Linked DNA regions of Mus musculus: region 1 is linked to region 2. Evidence: chromatin contacts called from public Micro-C data. All regions are on one chromosome and are shown on one strand. The core of a region is the stretch at or near the end of the contact, and the rest is flanking DNA. Distances in the headings are between cores, read along the strand shown. Region 1 overlaps 4921513I03Rik (RIKEN cDNA 4921513I03 gene). Region 2 overlaps Irak3 (interleukin-1 receptor-associated kinase 3).

Region 1 (4,868 bases), core at 780-3,279, 610 kb after region 2:
GCCGGGCAGTGGTGATGCATGCCTTTAATCCCAGCACTTCAGAGGCAGAGTCAGGCAGATTTCTGAGTTCAAGGCCAGCCTGGTCTACAGAGTGAGTTCCAGGACAGCTAGGGCTACACAGAGAAACCCTGTCTCGAAAGAAGAAAGAAAGAAAGAAAAGAAAAGAAAAGAAAAGAAAGAAAGAAAGAAAGAAAGAAAGAAAGAAAGAAAGAAGGAAAGAAAGAACAATTCTAGAGCCTTTAGAAGGAACTGTTAGTTTCTTCTAGGCTCCACCCAACCGTTACCTAGCAACAGCTAGGTATGAGCCTGGCTCTGTTGAAGGACTATACAGCTTGCTTGCTCTCTCTCTCTCTCTCTCTCTCTCTCTCTCTCTCTCTCTCTCTCTCTCCCTCCCTCCCTCCCTCTCCTACACACTCTCTTCCCCACATGTCCTTCCACGTGTTCTCAGCTGTCCTCTTCCTCTCTTCCCCTCTCTCCCTGTCCTTCTCTGTCTCTCTCCCTCCTCTGCCTCTACCCTCTCCTCCCCGTCCCAAATAAACTCCCTTTTATAAAAGTCCTGTTGGCTTAATTGTTCATGGCGACACTTAAGCAGGGCCTGCCAAGGCACAGGAATTATGGGTGAATGGTAACATGAAGCCTGGTGTCATGGCAAAGGCCTGTGATCCTAGCACATAACCTCCGCAGCTAATTCTGGCAAAGAGCAATAGGTCCCTGTGCCTTATCTGGGAGTTTATAACACAGATCTGACATTTATTTTCCTGCTGCTAGATCCTGACCAGGGAGGGAGATCATGACTGCCGAAGCTGATTCTCTCAGAGAGAAGAGACTGCCTGTATCATTCCTAGAAGATGAATAGTATGTATCATATGACCTCACACTCACACTGAGGCGTTACCTCTCCAGCAATTAAACCTCAGTTGTGCATTTCTTGTGAACGAAAATGCTGCTGTTGTTGATCCTCATGATTTCACCGGCCCTTCATCTTCCACAACTCTACTTGTTGAACTAAAATAGTGGTACTGGTTGGCCATGGAATATACTAGTTCCTTAGCTTGATGAAATGAGGTGAGACATCTAAGCTCACTGGGCAGTTCAGCTTGCTTGTGGAGCTTGGTCAGTGGTCTTTCGAGAAAGCTGAATCTAGCCAGCTGCCCCTCTAAATCCAAATCATAAGGAGCAAACCACCCACACACCTGCCCAGGGCTGCCATAAGCTGGCCCATCCAGAATCGGTCTAGGTTAATGGTGGCTCTCTTCTATTCAAAAGACACCCACAAAACCAAAATCCCCTTTTTCTACTGGCATCAGGGTAAGGATGGGGGATTATAAAGGCTTGGATCATCATGGCAACTCCACAAAACCCTAACAAAGTTCTAGCAGTGGCTCCAAAGGAAAGAGAGATGTTTGAAATTACACAGAATTCAGGATAATGTCCTAAAGAAGTTCAGAAAGCTCCTAGAATACACAGATTAAAAAACATTAAAAGGGGGACTGAAGAGATGGCTCAGCAGTTAAGAGCACTGACTGCTCTTTGCAGAGGTCCTGAGCTCAATTCCCAGCAACCACATGGTAGCTCACAACCATCTATAATGGGATCCAATGCCCTCTTCTGAAGACAGCGACAGTGTGCTTATATACATAAGACAAATAAATCCTTATAAACCAATTAAATGAAATCTGTTAAGCAATGCATGGACATTCTAGAGATAACACTAAGAATTCTGGATCAATTTATTGAAACAAAATACAAAGCAACAAAAATGTCAACCATAGTCTCAACAATAGACTCAATGAAGCTCAAAGATGTAGAACATTTGAAATTATTTAACTATAGAAGCAGAAGTAAAATGGAATGAAACACTATGAGGCTAACGAGAAACCACCAAAAGACCCAATCCCTGTTACAGTGTGTTTGCCTCACCTTCTTATCTTTGCTACAATGTGTTTGCCTCACCTCCTTATCTTTGCTACAATGTGTTTGCCTCACTTCCTTTGGTGTCGAGAGGAAGGGAGGAGCCTGGAAGAGGAGCTCACACAACAGCTGCGGGTGCAGATCAGACAAACTCAAGAGCAGACAGCACAGGGTAAGAACCAACGTGAACCACCTGCAGAGGCTGACTCTGACCTTAGCTATGTGGGCTCACAAAAAAGCAAAGGCACTATTCAAGACTCCCTAAGGTCTCTTCCTCCTCCTCCTCCTCCTCCTCCTCCTCCTCCTCTTGGGTCTCTCTTAGTTTTTAAAGTAAACAAATACATTGCAGGAACTGGAGAGGAAGCTCAGAACGTCATGTTTGCCTAGCATGCTTGCAACCTTGGGTTCAATCCCCGGCAAACTGAGTGTGGCACGGCAGGCTCATAAACACAGCACAGGGACCACGAAGCAGGAGGAACCAGAGTTCAGTGTCACCCTGGGTACATAGTAAGCCTGAGGCCAGACTGTCTGAAAGGAGAAAAGTGGAAGAGACAAACAAACAAATAAATAAATAAATAAATAAATAAGTAAAGAAATGACAATGTATTCCCCTCTGAAAATGGATGCTGTAAAGAGAAGCAAAAATGCCTATGGGAACGTAGCATACATAGATTTGGAAAACTCAGAATAACCCATCCATTTGAAAAAGATAAGGACCACACAAATCTCTAAAACTTTCCTGGACCATCTTGGTTTCTGCATCATTTTGAAGAACTCCACATCTGCTCCATCTCTAAGTGGAATCCTTCGTCCACCACTCTGCTCCATTCATCCTTCTTCCAGTTGAGCTCTCTTGTATTCACACTTCTTCTCAGCTTCATGTGTCACACTGGGGTGATGTGCAGTTAGCTGCATGTCTGTTTGCTCAAACAGCTGCATGCGTGAAGTCTTAGTCTGCCTCATTGCACCCACCATTGACTGGTTCCCAGACACAAGTGTTATGTTGAGTGGATAGACTCTGGCCCATATAAAGGGAATAATCAGGAAGTGGGCAGCTGTTGATTTCTTCACAGATTCTTTTTCTTTTTCTTCTTTTCCTTTTTCTTCTTTTTCTTTTTCTCTTTCTTTTTCTTTTTCTTTTTCTTTTTCTCTTTCTTTCTTTCTTTCTTTCTTTCTTTCTTTCTTTTTTCTTGCTTTGCTTTGCTCTTGCTGCTAATGTAAAGTTTAGGGTAGTGCTTAGAGGGGAAAGGACCTAGCTTTTGTAAAATGTTCATATGTCATGTGATCTGTATTAAAACTCTGAGATTGGTACCAGGAAACCTTGTGGTAACTCCAGACTATCTCTATTTCTTCCCTAGAGTCTTTTGTCTTTTTCCTTGGGGCATAAATAGAAGCCTTGGGCAAAGAGAATCAGGAACCCCACTGCCTATGTGTAGGGGAAAGACCCCTCCTATGTAATTGGATGTTAAAAAAAAGAAAATCTCTTTTAGTGAGGCACAGGATTTTGGCTGAAGTTCAGCCACATACCTAGTCTAAGCTGAATTTGGGTAGAGCCCTAATAATTACAGTTACTCTTTAGAGAAAGAGCCCAAGAGGTTTACCTGGAGATTCATTCCAGATGTGCACAGGTATGTGAGGAGCTTGGTAATGAAGCTGTAAAGCGGATGAGGCCAGTTTGTGCCCCACCGCCTTCCCTCCCTGCAATCGTTCGAATGCTGGGAGATGCTCCCCAGACATCTAACAAACACCAGATGCCTGACCAGTATCACAGGCTAGAGTGTTAAGAAGTAGGGGGGGGGGCAGAACCCCAAACATGAATGCCTTTGCAAGTATCAATCTGCTATGAATTGTAATCAAACAGAAACAATTCTCTTTAGTCCGCTGTTCCTGGGGTAGACCCTTGTATGGCCCACACTTATATACTCCCTCGTGGCAGAGTGTTTGGCTTAGTGACCCTGAGAAGGATACTCATCCCCTGTCTGTCACCAGGAAAGATTGCAGGGCCAGCGTTCCCAGAAACTGGATGTTTTTGTTATATGCATTTCCAGTGTCACCTGTACTCTTCCTCCTTTTCCATTCAAGTTCAGGTGTGCCTTACTTGTATTCAGAATTAGAAGTATTCAAGAAGTCCACTGGGAAGGGTTGCTACTGCATTCATTTATGTCTGTCTCACACAGGGCACCTGTGTATCCAGGCCAGCAATGACAAATACAGCTGTCAGCAGTGTCTTTACATGCTGCGTCATGGTGACAAGGCTTTGACCAACAAAGAGGCATCAAGGTCACACGGTGTGTCCCTGTGAATCCGATATCCTTGCAGACACAATGGGAGTTGTTTCCTCCATCCACACATAGACCTTCATGGGGACATGGCTAATGGGGGGGGGGTGTTGCCAAGCTGTCCTCAGGGCATCTATACAGACACATTGCTTGCATGGCTGCCCTTCTCCTTCAACCCCCTCGGTGCCTCAGGCTATGGTTGTATCTGTCAGCCTGGATTCGAAGCCAGAAGTCTAGCATAACTGTCCTCTGAGAGACTCCACCCAGCAGCTGGTTGAAACAGATGCAGAGACCCCGACCAAACATCAAACAGAACTCCAGGAAAGTCTTGTGAAAGAGTTGGAGAAAGGTTTGAGGAGCCTGGAGGGGATAGGAACTCCACAGGAAGACCAACAGAGTCAACTAGCCTAGACCCTTGGGGCTCCCAGAGACTGAGCCACCAACCAAAGAACATACACAGGCTGGACCTCCTCACATATATGTAGCAGATGTGCAATTTGGTCTTCATTGTGGGTCCCTGCATAATTATACTGAGAATAACTTGTCAACTACATTGGAGCATGTCTAGGGGACAGAGTCTTTGTGGTCTCATGAGCTTGAGCTCCATGCGTGATTGGTCATGTATGATTAGGGATATAACATACTCGGCTTTGGTTGATCATCATTGAGAAGACCACA
Region 2 (5,507 bases), core at 1,574-4,073:
TGGCCAGTGCCCTGGGGTTACAGCTTAGCGGTAGAATCCTTGCTTAGCATGCGTAACGCACTAACCCTATGCCCATCTGAGTACCACATGCCAAGGAAGCTGAGGGTAGTGGGTATAAACTCACTGTACATATGTGTTAATATTACCCAGAACCCAGGAACCCATGTGTTCAAGCCGCCTTCTAAGGGTAAGAAATCAATCTCCTGGGAGGTCCTTCGCTTCCCTGGGAACCATTGCTGAATATACCCCGCCCACTCCCAATGCGCATGCTCAGATCTCGCCCTTCAGCTTCCTCCAGTGTCAACAGCCAAAGGACCCAAGGGACTGGTACCCACGACTTACTGTGCACTGTAATCTGTCGAAAAGCGTCCCGTTGCTCATATAGGGATAAACCAGACAAAGTTTCTCAGTCTCCGTGAAATATGCAGCCAGCTCTAGTATGTGGGGGTGACGGAACCTTGAAACAAAGTTTTAAACCATCAGATTCTCCACGTTAGACCAGATCTAACGTAACTAAGTTTGGCTGAGAGACAAGTAATTTCCTTGGGTGTTCAGACAAGCACTAGTGCCACCCTTTCTAATCAACTGTCAGCATGTAAATCAATATATATATTAAAATACAAGGCAGAAAATTTAAGGAAGCATCGGTTTCTTGAGCCTTGGGATACTGAAAATGTCATACCAAACATTCATATAAAAGCCACAATTCAATATTCACTTATTGATATGAAACTGTGTCACATCTTTATTTGTTACACAAATAATGGTTGTGCAATGGAAACCCATCTGATTAAGTGTGCAATGCAAGGAAAATCACGAAAACACAGGACTAGAGAAGACTGTCTTCATCCATCCATTGCTGGATCATTACTACATAGGGTGCTGGGCTAAGGCCCAGTTACATACAGGCAAGGGACAATTATGCCTTTACAAAGCTTGGATTACTATCTACAATCCACATAATAGCGTCTTCATCTATAAAAATATGACACTGATTTTAGATTTCAGATTTCTAGTGTACTATATATATATATATATATATATATATATATATATATATATATATATATATATACACACACACATATCTATATATATCTTAGGCTCCTGTCCTAATCAGTTATTAACCATCTAGCCCAAATAAATTCTACTCCTTAGATGTCATTGTTATATGAAGGTCAGTATAGTCCAGGCATGATAGTGGAAGGGACAAGAAGCCCCAAGACCAAGTTCTCAGAACAAAGGAAATTTATTTTTCCCAAAGGGACAGAAGGCAGGGAATAAGAGACAAAGACAGGAGATAGAGGACGAGGGAGAAGGGGAAGGAAACAGGGAGAGGGAACAGGGGTATTTGTCTGGGGGGTGGGGGTGGGAAGGACTGCCCCTGAATAGACAGAGGATAGACTGTGGCCCAAAGGTAAATGGCAGTTTATAAGGGCAAAAGGAGAAACCTCATGTTAGGCTGAGGCATTTAATTTTGATTGGACAGGCTAATTAGGGCAGCCCAAGGGAGCTTTTGATAGCTGGACCTTGGTAGTTAGCCTTAGAGGAGAAAGTGGGCAAATAAGGAACTAGGCCATGATGGCTAGCCTCAGGAACCGAACATAATGGTTTTTAGCAAGACGGAGGGAATAGGGGAACAGGGCAAGGCCTGCCGGAGCTGTTTGCTGGCTAGAATCCCCTAATCGTCACTCTTCACTGTAGCTTCAGAAAAGCACAGCTTTCGGTCAGCACCGTCTGATGGACTGATGGTCCCGAAAGGAATCGAAAGCACAGGGCAAGCTGAGCCCAAGAGTCCATCTCTCTGTGCTTCCAGACTGGACTCAATGAGACCAGTTACCTTGCAATCCCACCACAGTGACTTCTTGCCATGATGCGCTGTCCTCTCAAACCACAAGCGAAAACAAACCTTCAGCCTCTTAAGTCGTTGTTTTTTGTTTTGTTTTGTTTTGTTTTGTTTTGTTGTTTTTTAATCATGTGTCTTGTCACAGCCACAAAATGTGAATTTCCCAATACTGTGAGTTTGTAAAAATCGCTGAAGACCCCCAGACCCAGACACTATGCAAAAACAAAGAGCATTTATTCTGCAGAAACAACTATTCTTTGAAATGGGGACCCCAGACAGAGGTGCACAGGCCTTCTTGTAGAGAATGGGGTGAACTCTCTAGAAGGATTGGGTAATCTAAAATTTCATTGGTGGGTTCTAGAGGGTCACAGGTGGTCAGCAGTCTGCATTCCTGTGTTATGAGTGTGCAACTGTAGAATGAGATAAGGCTGCTGAGCACAGAGGGCCCATTCTGAGATAAGCTATTTCTCCATTTCTGTGGTTATCCCCAGGCTGTTCTTTGGGAGAGAGTTTTATGATCTTATTTATGGTCTGTTCCTGGAGCTGGTGCCTTAGGGCTTTCTTTTCAAAATTAGGCCTGGTCCTTAAATGGAGACAAATGGGGTTTATGTTGTGTTTTTCAAATTCAGTTTAATATTCTGAATGCCTACTGTGTTTTGGACATGTTTGAGAACATTAAAATCGATGAAGCTGTAAGGAATGTTCTACTTGTAAAGGTCTATTATTTGCTTCTTTTATAGTGAACTTCCTGCAAACACAAATATACTCTTCTTATGTACACATGTACAGTTGACACAATTACAGAACGAGCAGAAGGTGAGCGAGCAGAACCCTTTCTCAAAGCAACATCGAAAGGCTGTAGTAATCAAATCGGTGGGCATTGGCAGAAAGCAGCCCTTCCAGGTCAGTGCCTCAGAACAGAGGGTTCAGAAACAACCAAGCCCTAAGTACACCCTCAACTAAAACCGTGACTAGGAGGTAAGAAATACACAAGAGGAAAGAAACATCTCTTCAGTGACTGATAGTATGGAAAGATGAAGGGAAAGAGGATTTGTTTCTCACCACATGTAAAAATTAACTTGATTGACACATCACAAACGTAAACAAAAGATCTGACGCCTTAAGGTCCTAAAATGTCTTCAACGCTGGCCTTGGCAATGATTTTTTTTTTCTTTCTTTTAAGATAGCACGGGTGTTACTGCATTCTTGAGTCAAGAAAGATTATTTAAGCCTCTCAATAGAAGGCAGGTCAGCGACACACAGAACAGCAAGGCAAACAGTGTGCTACCTGTTGCTGCAAAGGAGAAAACTGAGAAAGGAGGAAACTAAGAAACCAAACCGTGGGTGTGAGGGTGATCTAGCTGGGACAGCTGTCTCTCCTTTGATTTCCAGGGCTAATCGAGCTCAACTGGCTGGGGGGGGGGGTGAGGGGGGACGGAGCTTCCTCTGCACCACTCTGTGTCAAAGATCCCGGAATATAAGGCGCACCGGTGCACCGGTTCAGGGTGTATGAGTAGCTGCGCCCAAATGTTCTTGCACACTCATAGCACACCTCCAAGAATATGTTTTTAAAAGCTGGCAATAAGGTTGCCTTTGGAAAAAAATCAGCTAGGTAGTGAGGGAAAACACTCCTCTAAGTTTACCCTTTTGGGCATCTCAGATTTTGAAATGTCTGAATCTTACCTTCATAAACAAGTAAAACTTGAATGCAAAAAAAAAATCTATTACTACAATTTCTGGATTGAGAGTTTGATTAGCTATTAATATTAGTGTCTAATATTCTAGTCTCTGGTACTGGCTATGAAAGGGACTGGATACTGTATAATGTCTGCTCTCCCTACTTCCCTCTCCACCCGTACATCACATATCAAAAGCACTAGGAAAAAGAATTCCTTTGTGAAGGGCGATGAACTTCACAGGGTTAGAGTCCCTCCGTGAGGGAGGCTGCACAGCTGTACTTATGAATTTATATAAAACTGAAGCCATCTAAATTTGTCTCCCAGGACTCCCAGACCATGAATGAATTCCCAGGAAAATCATATGCACATCAAAAGCCTTGGATTTCTTTGTCTAAAACTTTCTGAAGAGAACCACTCCGATGAAACCGCTGTCTCAACTGAGACTTCTCTGAGGGAGGGGAAGTGTTCTGATGCTAAGAATTACCATTCGGCCATGTTAGTCACACAGGATTTCACCTAACTTCTTGTGACATTTTCTTGTTTCAATATGTCCAAGTATATCACGGATTCTGTTCCATCCCAAAATACATTTTAAAATGCACTTTAAGGAGAACACCAAAGCAGATGTCAAAACTGTATTTAATGTTCTAACATCCAACCCACGCTAATTAAATGCTAGCCATGCCAATTCCTGTGCTCTAAGACCCCAAGATGAACCAAGTACACTCACAGGAGTAGAACTTCCAGTTCTGATAAAAATCTCTTCCAGTGCTTCTTTAGTTGCATTTTTTTCTCCTAAATGTCACAGAAGAAAGAAAAAGGAAACAATGTAAGAGATGGCTCTCTACTTCTGGGAATCTTTGTCTAGGACGAGTTTCCCTTTTTTGATGTAGAGTTGAGCCCCACCCCTGTAACCCCATCCCAGCCCCCAGGAATCCTTAGCATTCATCGGATTTTCAAAAATGTTTTAAACTCCTAAACAAGACTTACAACCATTACTCTTCAGTAGAACGTTCCCCTGAAATTTGCCACATTGTGATTGCCATATTCAAACTCACCAGTTTCACATTGACGGAAATTCAAAAATATTGTGCATTCACAGAAAATACCACATCCATAGAAACTATTCACTGATCTCACAGGAAAAAAATGTTATTCTACCCGTGTTCTGCAAAAACTACCACCATCTTAGCACTCAAGAGTCGGCTCATTTGCACACACATCCATTCGAATTGGTTTTTGCATTAATTCTGAAAAGATGTGTGCCTACTATGCAAGGAAGTTGTAACTTCCTACTATAAAGATTCAAATCTAGACAAATGGCATGGGGCTTTAATCTCACCGTTCAGGAGGCAGGTATGTTTCTGTGAGTTTGAGGACTGCCTGGGTCTACACACACAGTAAGACCCTGTATAATAATAATTACTGCTACTACTACTACTACTACTACTACTAATAATAATAATAATAATAATAATCTAGCCTAGATCTAGGCACACAGATATTGAATAAATTAATAACCTCAACAAGGTTATACTGAGAACTTCGCAGTAGAGGACACATCCTAGGTGCGTTCAATGTTGTATCACTGCATGATCTTGGATCTCAAGTTCCTTGTTCACCATTAAACTGTTAAATTAAGATGCTACGAGGACCTAGTTATAAGGTCCTCATTTACAATGTGTTAGAAAATGAAGGGTTTAGCGCTCATTGAAACCCAAGGAGAATTCTGGGCACCGCTGTCCAGGTTGAATTAAAAATAAAAAGCCTAGCTCACTAATCATTTCCCAGAACTATTTCTTCGCCGCCTTTGTCTTGCAAAGTCTCTCTCCGGGAAGAAGAGGCCCCTCCCTCCCTTGCACTGGCTGTCTCTAATCCTTTGTCACTCACAGTTTGTCCAGTGTTTTGTTTTAAATCTGGTAAAGAAAGAGGCTCCTGTTTGTGTCTCTGCAAACCTTGTACTTGAAAGTGGTTTACGAATG

The links. Hi-C and Micro-C count contacts between places; a contact is called where the count stands out from the background.
Region 1: a contact with region 2 is called in a Micro-C map of the G1E-ER4 cell line. The contact joins two enhancer-like sites. A contact is called at or near these places in 1 of 39 promoter capture datasets (hippocampal neurons), 1 of 484 Hi-C or Micro-C datasets (the G1E-ER4 cell line) and 1 of 115 datasets of contacts at active chromatin or transcription factors (pancreatic cancer cells).

Annotation. Positions count from the first base shown.
Region 1 is chr10:120,773,547-120,778,414 of GRCm38.p6, forward strand. It overlaps 4921513I03Rik (RIKEN cDNA 4921513I03 gene), which reads left to right. Exons shown (of 3, transcript NR_038000.1): 3 at 4,089-4,868. Among named protein-coding and RNA genes, the nearest start is that of 4921513I03Rik, 10 kb to the left of the region's middle. Within about 2 kb of position 2,030, at least 24 of the 459 cell types and tissues checked have an H3K27ac peak or open chromatin away from gene starts, as enhancers often do. A contact at or near this core is called in the G1E-ER4 cell line, where this site is marked.
Region 2 is chr10:120,166,063-120,171,569 of GRCm38.p6, forward strand. Irak3 (interleukin-1 receptor-associated kinase 3) reads right to left here. Exons shown (of 12, transcript NM_028679.4): 6 at 4,256-4,320; 7 at 343-457. Among named protein-coding and RNA genes, the nearest start is that of Gm34545, 5.7 kb to the right of the region's middle. Within about 2 kb of position 2,824, at least 31 of the 459 cell types and tissues checked have an H3K27ac peak or open chromatin away from gene starts, as enhancers often do. A contact at or near this core is called in the G1E-ER4 cell line, where this site is marked.